Regions from separate parts of the Siniperca chuatsi genome. Here region 2 is linked to region 1. The links are chromatin contacts, called in public Hi-C maps. All regions are on one chromosome and are shown on one strand. The core of a region is the stretch at or near the end of the contact, and the rest is flanking DNA. Distances in the headings are between cores, read along the strand shown.

Evidence for each region. Hi-C and Micro-C count contacts between places; a contact is called where the count stands out from the background.
Region 2: a Hi-C map of liver shows a contact between it and region 1, with 3 times the contacts expected there. The contact joins two enhancer-like sites. A contact is called at or near these places in 2 of 3 Hi-C or Micro-C datasets (liver and skeletal muscle).

Annotation. Positions count from the first base shown.
Region 1 is chrLG4:12,549,419-12,554,562 of ASM2008510v1, forward strand. It overlaps zgc:162879 (ras and EF-hand domain-containing protein), which reads left to right. Exons shown (of 17, transcript XM_044192115.1): 12 at 1-144; 13 at 232-313; 14 at 460-574; 15 at 677-790; 16 at 901-977; 17 at 1,066-1,863. The coding sequence ends at 1,168. It overlaps fkbp16 (FKBP prolyl isomerase 16), which reads right to left. Exons shown (of 8, transcript XM_044192118.1): 8 at 1,708-2,363. The coding sequence ends at 1,995. Among protein-coding and RNA genes, the nearest start is that of zgc:162879, 13 kb to the left of the region's middle. Within about 2 kb of position 3,088, the one cell type or tissue checked has an H3K27ac peak away from gene starts, as active enhancers do. A contact at or near this core is called in liver, where this site is marked.
Region 2 is chrLG4:12,605,681-12,610,463 of ASM2008510v1, forward strand. LOC122874374 (RNA polymerase II elongation factor ELL) reads left to right here. Exons shown (of 12, transcript XM_044192117.1): 8 at 1-309; 9 at 818-881; 10 at 1,374-1,545; 11 at 1,654-1,698; 12 at 2,741-4,783. The coding sequence ends at 2,851. Among protein-coding and RNA genes, the nearest start is that of LOC122874377, 9.4 kb to the right of the region's middle. Within about 2 kb of position 1,476, the one cell type or tissue checked has an H3K27ac peak away from gene starts, as active enhancers do. A contact at or near this core is called in liver, where this site is marked.

The DNA.
Region 1 (5,144 bases), core at 1,838-4,337:
CTTTAGAAGCCGACATAGCAGAAACTGAGGAACCTGCTCCGATGTGCCGTCTGGTTTTAGCTGGAGACGCAGGAGCCGGAAAGTCCAGCTTCCTGCTGAGACTAACGCTCAACGAGTTTAGAGGAGACATTCAGACGACGCTGGGTGGGTGCCACAGCAAACGCGTTACATTTAATCAAACACTGACGCATTCTTGATCTCAGACAATTAAATCTGCTTTTTGGTTCGCAGGAGTTGATTTCCAAATAAAGAGGATGCTAGTGGATGGAGAGAAGACGAGCCTGCAGATATGGGACACAGCTGGACAGGAGAGGTGCTGCACTGACTTTCATAGTGTAGCAACAGGAAAAACATGGTGTTATCAATTAAAACTGTATCAACAACATGTTCTTTTTATAATGACTCCAGAATGGAAAATACACTAGACTAAAAATCGTGTTGTATTTCTTTTCACTGTAGGTTTCGTAGTATTGCCAGGTCCTATTTCCGTAAAGCTCATGGAGTCCTGCTCCTCTACGATGTTACATCAGAAAGCAGCTTCCTTAACGTCAGAGCATGGATTGATCAGATTCAGGTTATTCTGGAAATGCTGATTGACAAATGTTGAATGAATGACAAAGAATGACCCCGCCAAAAAGCTGCAATATATTTTATAACGCCCTTTGTTTTTATACAGGATTCAACGGAAGAGAAAATCCCCATGTGTGTTATTGGAAACAAAGTGGACCTCCGCGAGCAGCTTCCACAGGGAAGCTGTGTGAGCAGTTTGCACGGAGAGAAGTTGGCCAAGGTGTGTAATTTTTCATTCCACCTGAAGGAAAAATGTTAGTACATACGCCCGGCCTCCCACGTGTCTAAATAAACTGACTGCAGTCAGGTATGTCGTTGCTTTGCTTGCAGGCATACGACGCCTTGTTCTGTGAAACGAGTGCCAAAGAGGGAACCAACGTCGTCGAGGCTGTGCTTCATCTAGCGAGGTAGGAGGACAGAGAGGGAGCTTGAGTTTGAAGTGTTTTTCCTTCACAAACCATGGCAACACTTAGACTTATTTTCCCCTTTCCACAGAGAAGTAAAGAAAAATGTCAAACTGAGGCGGCAGTCAGGTTCTCAGGTCAGACTGAGTTCATCCAACCCAAAGAAGACTCTTAACGCCTGCTGTGGACTGTAGGTGACTGATGTCAGTAGATACGATGGAGCAATGAAGGACACCAAGTGATTTTTATTTTGTGATGAAGAACAAAATTTTTCATGCAAGAACATTTTCTTACATATTTTAACCTTTTGAAATATTGAACTCTCAAGCCTTAAATATATTTTTGTAATTGTTAATTCTCTGATCAAAATGATGATTTTTATTGTTGGAAAATTGCACAAATATAAATGCAGGTAATGTAATCATGTATATATTTTTCTTAGATTTTGTATTTATTTGGTAGTAAAGTAAATAAATAAGGATTGATGCCTCAATAGAGATTAAATAATTAAATAGAAGTTGGAAATAGTTTTGCCAGACAGAAAAAAAAAATCTTTTTTTTTATACTTTTTGAGAACAAACTTCTGACAAAGTAAATTTTTTTGAAACATTTTTATTAAGCATCAGTGTAAGCAATATTACATTTCACTTTCAGCACCTTCAATTATTGGAGCACTGATCAAATATTTCTCATGCTGAAAGTGTTATTTGTTTACTAACGTTTTGTAGTTTGGTTACAGTCTTAACAAAACTTCCAGGACACTATTTTTTTTTTTTCTTTTTTTTTTTTTTTTTGGATATCTGTGATACCATAATATTTTCCAGGACCCTTTTTTATGACAAACATAAATTGTAATCCCTTTTCCAAATAAAACAGACATAACTGGAAAGATGACTGTTAGAAACTTCTGTCTTATCGATCAGCAGAAATCTCTTTCTCATAAATACTGTACATCTTTCAGTGAGACATTTTTCTACCATGTGAAACTCATTCTCATGTCTTTACAGTAGAAAACTCTTTTCAACTGAACTTGACTAAAGAGGACTGGAGACCAAACTCTGCACCTGCACATGATGATGATTTCAGTTTCTTGCAGTCAGAATCATTGACGTCACTAAGCTGCCCAAGGCTACAACCAGAGCTCCGAGTATAATCTTCCAGGAAAGTCCCTAAAACACAACAACAAAGACAGTCAAAATCCAGTCTGTTATCAGAACAAAACCTATTGGAGATATATCTGTTATGGCTTACAAACTGTTTCTTCTTAGAAGGAATCAGAAAAGGTGCGATATTGTCTCCAAGCATGTCCGCTGGTTTAGCTTTCCAATCCTGAGCATCTTTTCCTCCTGATTGCCTTTTGACGAGTTTAGATAACTCAATGTGGATTGCCTAAAGAGAAGTGAGGGGGGGGGGGGAAACTTCTTAACACATCCTAATATTAGAAAGGAGACATGAAACCTTTTATCTTGAGAATTTGAAGTTGCAGTTTTAGAAGTGTCCAGCAGGTGAGAGCAGAGGTCTGAAACAAGAAGCCTTACAATGTAATGACTAAGGCCAAAAGTGTAAGAAGCCAACAAATCATAAATTTTTAATTTTGCTTTTAAAATGCACTTTAAACTTTATCCCAAATGTCCATGCAAAGGACTTATTATCATATTTTGTAACTTCCATTAGATTCATTCCATTAGAGGTTGTAACTTATAAAATGTATTAAAATAATAGAAGATAATACATAAATTCTTGTTTGTGCTTCAAGTGTTTTATGTGTCCATCTACAGACTGCAGTACAATAACTTTCTCACAGAGCAGCTAAATCAGTTTTCTCCACAGTATTTAATCCAGCATTGAGACAAGGGTGTAATTACCAAAGCAGCAGATATTTTCGTTTTGTCTAGACAAGACCAGACATATTTGTGATGGTGGCAGTGTGCCCTATAGGTCAGGTCACTGTAATACTGGCAACAGTGGGTTTTAAACAGCAGATGGAAATTTACTCCTCACACTTAATAGACTCTTCCGAATCAAACTCCACCTGCAGTGAGCGAAACCAGTAAACTAAAATAATGTTCATAAAGTGGGATTATTGTTCCTTCTTGTTGAGATGAACAGTACACCAGAGTTGTTATCTTTAATTATACAGTGTGGAGTCCATATTGTAGCTGCGAGGGTGACTCTGGCTCTTTCTTACCTTCACTTTACTACTTTTGGCGCGCTGGGCTTCAGAGCGACAATATTTAGCTCATATGTGTTGTTTTTTTTACCAAGTTTGCCGGACAATTCTGAGCAGTGTGGTCACATCTGTAGACTGCCAAATGTGCAGTTTGCCAGACCCTCTGTGGAGGATTTGGCAGATTAGACAAACCACACAAACAAGACAGAACAGGCCTTCAACACAAGTAGCTCACTGGGATCCAAGGCATCTCTGTTCTTCAGGCTAATGTGTGAACAGCTTTCTTTTTATATTCTCTAAACTTTCATACTGAACACGAAGGGGGTTTTCTTCACGATTACGTGGTGTTAACAGTTTCCCAAAAATGTTTTTCTGGTAACTGCAAAGATGCAATAAAAACAAGCAGCTGTAAGATATAAGCGTGTGGATGAAGATGAGAGGAACTGTGAACATTGTGAACTTAGTGAGGTGGAAAATGAAATTCATTGTGTCCCTTGCATCATGATTTGCAACAAATGTTGTTTGAAAAAGTTCAAGTTCCAGATTCAGATTTGATCAAATGATTTTTCAACAATGTTTTTGCATTTTCTGAATATATTTATATGAATTATAGACTGTATATTTTTCCTCATGAACTGAATCAGACATACATTGTGTTAACTGACATAAATTGGTGCATAAATGACTATTTAGTTTGGGTTGTGTTTGTTTATATATTTTTAGCCGTACTAGCATCGTGGCTTTAAGGATGGAAATGACGGTCAACGGGTCTGCCCGTCCACCACTTTTGTCCAGACTGAAATATCTCAACCGCGATTGGATGGATTGCCATGAAGTTTTGTACAGACATTCATGGTCCTCAGAGGACTTTTCCTCTAGCGCCACCATGAGGTTGACATTTGTGTTCTTAAGTGAAATGTCTCAACTATTGGATGGATTGCTATGAAATTTCTTGTCCTCACCCACAAATCTCTTAATGGTCAGGCACCATCGTATCTTACAGAGCTCCTAGTACCTTATTACCCATCTAGAACACTGCGCTCCCAGGATGCAGAGTTACTTGTGGTTCCTAGAGTCTCCAAAAGTAGAACGGGAGCCAGAGCCTTCAGTTATCAAGCTCCTCTCCTGTGGAAACAGGTCCCAGTTTGGGTTCGGGAGGCAGACACCATCTCCACATTTAAGAGTCGGCTTAAGACTTTCCTCTTTGATAAAGCTTATAGTTAGGGCTGGCTTGGGTGAGTCCTGAACCATCCCTTAGTTATGCTGCTATAGGCCTAGACTGCCGGGACTTCCCATGATGCACATTTTTATCCCATTACTGCATGTTACTAACTCCACATCTTCCCTCTCCTGTAGTGTTACCACTACCATTACATTATTATTTAAAAATTATATGTGGAATTTGCATTGTGCTTCTGTATACTCTTACCTGCCCCCCTCTTCTATCTCTCTCTCTCTTTCTCTACCCAACACCACTGCAGTGGATGGCCGCCAACCCTGAGTTTGGTTCTGTCCAAGGTTTCTGCCTCTTAAAGTTTTTCCTTGCCGCTGTCGCCAAATGTTTGCTCATGGTGGGAGCTCATTTGTTGTATCTCTGTAAATTATATTACAAAGAGTACGGTCTAGACCTGCTCTATAGGAAAAGTGCAATGAGATAACTTCTGTTATGAATTGGCGCTATATAAATAAATTGAATTGGAAATTGAACTTTTCATCCAGCGCCATCATCAAGTCAAAATTTCAATTTGTCCAATACTTTGGTTTATTACCAAATACCTGCAATGACATTCCCATCAGCCTCAGCTGTACTTTGTGTTTGGTGCTATTTAGCAAATGTCAGCATGCTCAGTCTAAACTAAAATGATTAACATGGTAAACATTACACGTGCTAAACATCAGCATGTTAGAATTGTCATTGTGAGCATGTCAGCATGCTGATGTTTACAGAGCCACTGGCATGGCCTTAGACTCTTAGTCTTGTTAAATTAAGTTTATGTTAC
Region 2 (4,783 bases), core at 226-2,725, 55 kb after region 1:
TACAGATCAAACTGGAGTTCGACAAAACCAACAATCATCTCCAGGGGAGCCCAAATCGTCTGTACTCGCCGCACAAACTCAGCAGTTCAACTACTATTCCTAAACTGGAGAGGACAGAGCCAGCTCCTTCTGCACCTAGCCCTAAGCCCCCACACACTGACACCTCCATCTGCACTGACCAACAGTTCACCAATGGCCAGCATAAAAAGAAGAGGTCCAAAAAGCATAAAGACAAGGAACGAGAGCGCTTAAAACCAGACTGGATTGAGACCAGTCCAGAACTGAAGCAGAACCAAGATAATCTCAAAGGTAAATGTCCATAAAAGGTTATGTCACACTTTGTGTATCCTATTGTGCTGTCATAAATCTGTTTTAGATTATTTGTTCGGGCCAAGACATTATCAGCTTTCATTTAGCTAAAAGGAAAAAATCCTGAGTTGCTGCTGGAAGCCCACAAGGAGCAATTCATCTTTTTTCATTTGAGAGAGCAGTGAGTGTTGTTAGGACTGCTTTCTCCGCCTTCCAGTCGTCACTCCCCCCTCTAGTCTGTTGATGATTGACTGTGAAACAGCTGGGTGACCTACGGTCGAGCGAGTCAGCAGGCAGCATTGCCTCCCACTCTGCCCTCTGCTGCTGACGTCACTGTTTTCCTTGTATAAGATCGCTTATCTGAGACCGTGATATATGATTCCACCAGCCTTGATATGATAGGCACATTATCGCATTTGCATTGGCAGATTGTTTTAACCTTTTTTTCAATGTGTGTGTGTGTGTGTGTGTGTGTGTGTGTGTGTGTGTGTGTTTTTCCTATCTACAGACCATGAGGGAGAGAAAACACCTGTCAATCGAACCTCAGCAGAGGAACTGCCGGACTATTTAATGTAAGATAAATACACACTGTGTCCCTGACTGTGCTATATGTTATAATCCCACATTCAGAAGGGATTTATGATTCAGGAATGAAACCAAAATAATTGTCACAACTTCAGAGGGGCCACATAAGTCCACATCTGTCACTGAGGGGTTTAGGTTTCGGAGTCTAACCCACTGTTGAGAAAAGAAACCAACTCGTCCCAAAAGGGTTGGGTTCAGCTTCACAACATTGACATAAATAGAAGGAAGTAAAACACATGTCTAAATGAGCTGTCACAAAGCTTCACCAAGAATAACTTTGCAAACAAATGATCTTATGTCTTACATTTATTTATACATCTGGTCAACACATCATGCTGTTAAATCAGTGACGTGTCAGGCCTCTCACTCCGTTCTGCAGTGCCATCTCCTGGAAAGATTGGGAAATGACTTGGCTTCAAGAGATCACTTCTGCTTTTAAACAGCAGATTTCAATAAGTTAATGTTTTCCTTTTTTTCAGAAAATACAGCACCATAACAGCACTGGAGCAGCGGCAACAGTATAAGGACGACTTCTGTGCCGAGTATGATGAATACAGAGCTCTTCATGACCGGATTGGGGCTATCACAGACATGTTTGTTCAGTTGGGCTCAAAGATCAATACTCTCTCCCCTGGAACACAAGAGTACAAGGTACTGTCTAGATCAGGAGCCTTTAACTGCTCTGTTTGTAATGAAACACCAAACAGTGAACAGATCAGATACACTGCAGACTAACACTTTCTTTTGTAATCTTTTCAGCTCATGGAGGACCAAATACTACAAAAATACCGAAAGTACAAGAAAGTAAGAATTATTTAAAGTGTATCTCATTTCATGTAGTACTATGCACTAGGCCTCATTTAAGAACAACTCATATGAACATATTGATTCTTAAGTGGCATATATAAGGGATTTAAGAGAACTTAAGTGATCCAGGCCTGTCGTACAAGTCATATACAGAGTACCCTTCTCCACAGGGGTAAACACCTTATTTGACTTAAAGTATAATGCCTTAATCTGAATGAATTTGGTAATTAAATATGTTCCTGAAATCAACAAAAATAACCCTTTAAAATAAAATATTAATACTATTCACCTGGTCAGTGTGATGTGCATCATGGCTCTCCAAATCATTGAGAGGTTGGACAACTGTTCCTTTTTGATTTTATTGGCATGAGTATTTTGGCACAACAATTCATACAGTTCAGTTCTTGCTTGGAAAAATCTGCCTCAGTCAAGGTTTTTGTGCAGGTTGCTGTCCAGGGGAACATCCTCCGTTAAAGCACCTGGCAGTTTAATATCACCCGCAATCCAATTTATTATCATCTATCATGTCCCGTCCCCTGGACGACCTCATATGTTAGTCATGGACTGTTTTGCTTTAGCAAGACATTTGGCATCTAACTTCATGTCAACCCATTCCTTTTTTATTCCTGACGTGGCTTTGATAGCTGTAGTAATATTGTATAATCCCCTAATATCACTAGCCTACTGACACAACTAAAGTTGTTTTTGTCACATTTTTATTAGTGAAATCTGCTCACAAATGGATTGGAAAAATCTGCCTCATATGCAGGGGCTATTATGATAATGGCCAAAATCTCACAAATGAGCAGCCACTTATCTACAGGTGTCATTCTTCAGGTCGAAACAAGCAATTTCTAACATGTTTGTGCAGTTAAGAGTGTTTGCTGAATCCGATTTTATACACTCAAGTAAACCTCCTGTAAAAAACAAAGAGAGGTTTATGATATGAATACGGAAATGTTCTTACATGAGGCCCATCATGCTAGATTTTGATATGCGTTACTGAAAACTCACTGGTGCCCCTTGTTTTTCTTTACAGAAGTTTCCTGGGTATCGGGAAGAGAAGAAGCGATGCGAGTACCTCCATCAGAAACTGTCGCATATCAAAGTCCTGATCACAGATTATGACCAAGCACAGGAACTCTCCTAGTAACTGGCCTCTGCCCTCAGCAGGGTGTAATATGACTGGACCAAAAGACTCCTTATGGACGCAAAGACTTCCCAGCTTGGTCCTGGAGTCGCTGAGACACTATTCACTTTACTCCTCCGAGTGTTAACGGAATCGAGGAGCGAGGTTCTTTTTTCAAAAGTGGGCTGCGACCACCGACTCGTGATCAAATGTTGCCCTTTAACATTATGGTTTTCAACTATGATTATCGCTGTAATGGCGGGATTTTGTTCTGCTGTAAAATGGTCAGATGACACAGTGAAAGCCAAATCCATTTTTTCTGAAATGCAAAACATATGTGATCCTTTCCATCTTAAATGCATTTTTTATGCTGTCCTTTATCTCGTCAGACGTCAAAAGCGTTGATTTATAAAAAGTATTAAATTGATGGTACAATCAATCTTAGGGGAAAAAGTGCTACTAAAGTCTTTATATTTAACATATAGAGGAATTTGTTTATTTGTTTATTTGCTGATAGAAAGTCATTAGTTTCATTAGTTAGCATTCATTAGTTATAGTGATAAGATCACATGACGACAATAATATGGTCATGCCATGAACAGTGTAACAAAATGTATCATCCATACAAAACCTATATTTCTGCAGGACTAACACCCTGCAAAGGTTTAACTCAATGAAATGATCCCAAAATGAAGTTTAACGCATAATATGCAGAGCTGTTTCACAATGTGCTACAGAATCTGTGGTCAGGACCAGTTTCTTTAGGCTTTGATCATAAGGAATTTCACCCCGTAGCTTTCTGCCAACTTCCTGTTTCATTTCTAAGAAATGTGTGCCACAAAATCATTCCTCCCAGTATCATAATGCTGGTTTCAAGATAGTGCATGTACACATTTAGTGTCAGTTTCACCCACATGTAGCCTACCATGAACTGCCTTTTCATTATCAACTAACAAATCTCCCAAGTCTTTTGGTTAGTTTGCTGATACACAGTACAGTGATCTGTAGATGAATGAATACAAGTTGCTCTTTGAAACATACATTTTCACTTTAAAAGCTTACAGGCTATTTATCTTTGTAATCAAGCTTGTCCGAACATTTTGATTTACTATGATTTTGCTTTGGTTCAATGAAGTCTTGATGATGTTTAATATGGGATTTTATTGAATAACAATAATTCACTTCAGTGAGTGTTACATTTTGATGTTATTCTGCTGGATGTGATAGAGATGCCTTTAACAAATTGGACTGGGTAAATTTTAGCCCCATGTGTAAAGCGTGGGAAGGATGGCACTGTGGGTCGGTCACTCAGTTCAAACTACTTTCTGGAATTATTTGTACAAAGGCAGGTACATCTGAATAACCACAAGCTGTAATTTTATTTCATCTTAATTAGCTGTGGCCTGAAATAGGAAATAGTGATCAGATTTCAGTGTTATTTGGACATTTGCATCAGTGTAGCTGTACTCAAAACTGTTGTCTTAATAATGGTTAAAAATGGGGGGATGAAGCTAATATTTGCCTTAACATATTTGTTCAGACATTTCCAAGATTACAGTATCCCTGTTCTGAAATGTTTGTGGTTTAACCTGCACAGTTCAAAGCGTTCTCAGACTATTTCTGTACATGTCTTTTAGTTTGAAGGAAAGTTCAGTTACTGGATAGTTGTTGTGCAACAGTTGTTTAATCTGTGTTGTTCTTGTTTTTTTCCCCATGTATGTTTTAATCATTTTCTGTTTTAGCTTGTTTTGTCAGATAATCAATAACTGTAAAGGAATTTAATTCACTATCCAATCCTATCAAGCACCACTATCAAAAGAATCATTTGCAGAAATCTATACAAAATAATGCGCTTTGCTTCTCTTGATTTCTCAATGCAAATACCTACTCAATTGTGACATATTTAGCTGCTCTTTTGTGTAAGTTAAATATACGTTTTTTACATTTGGTATT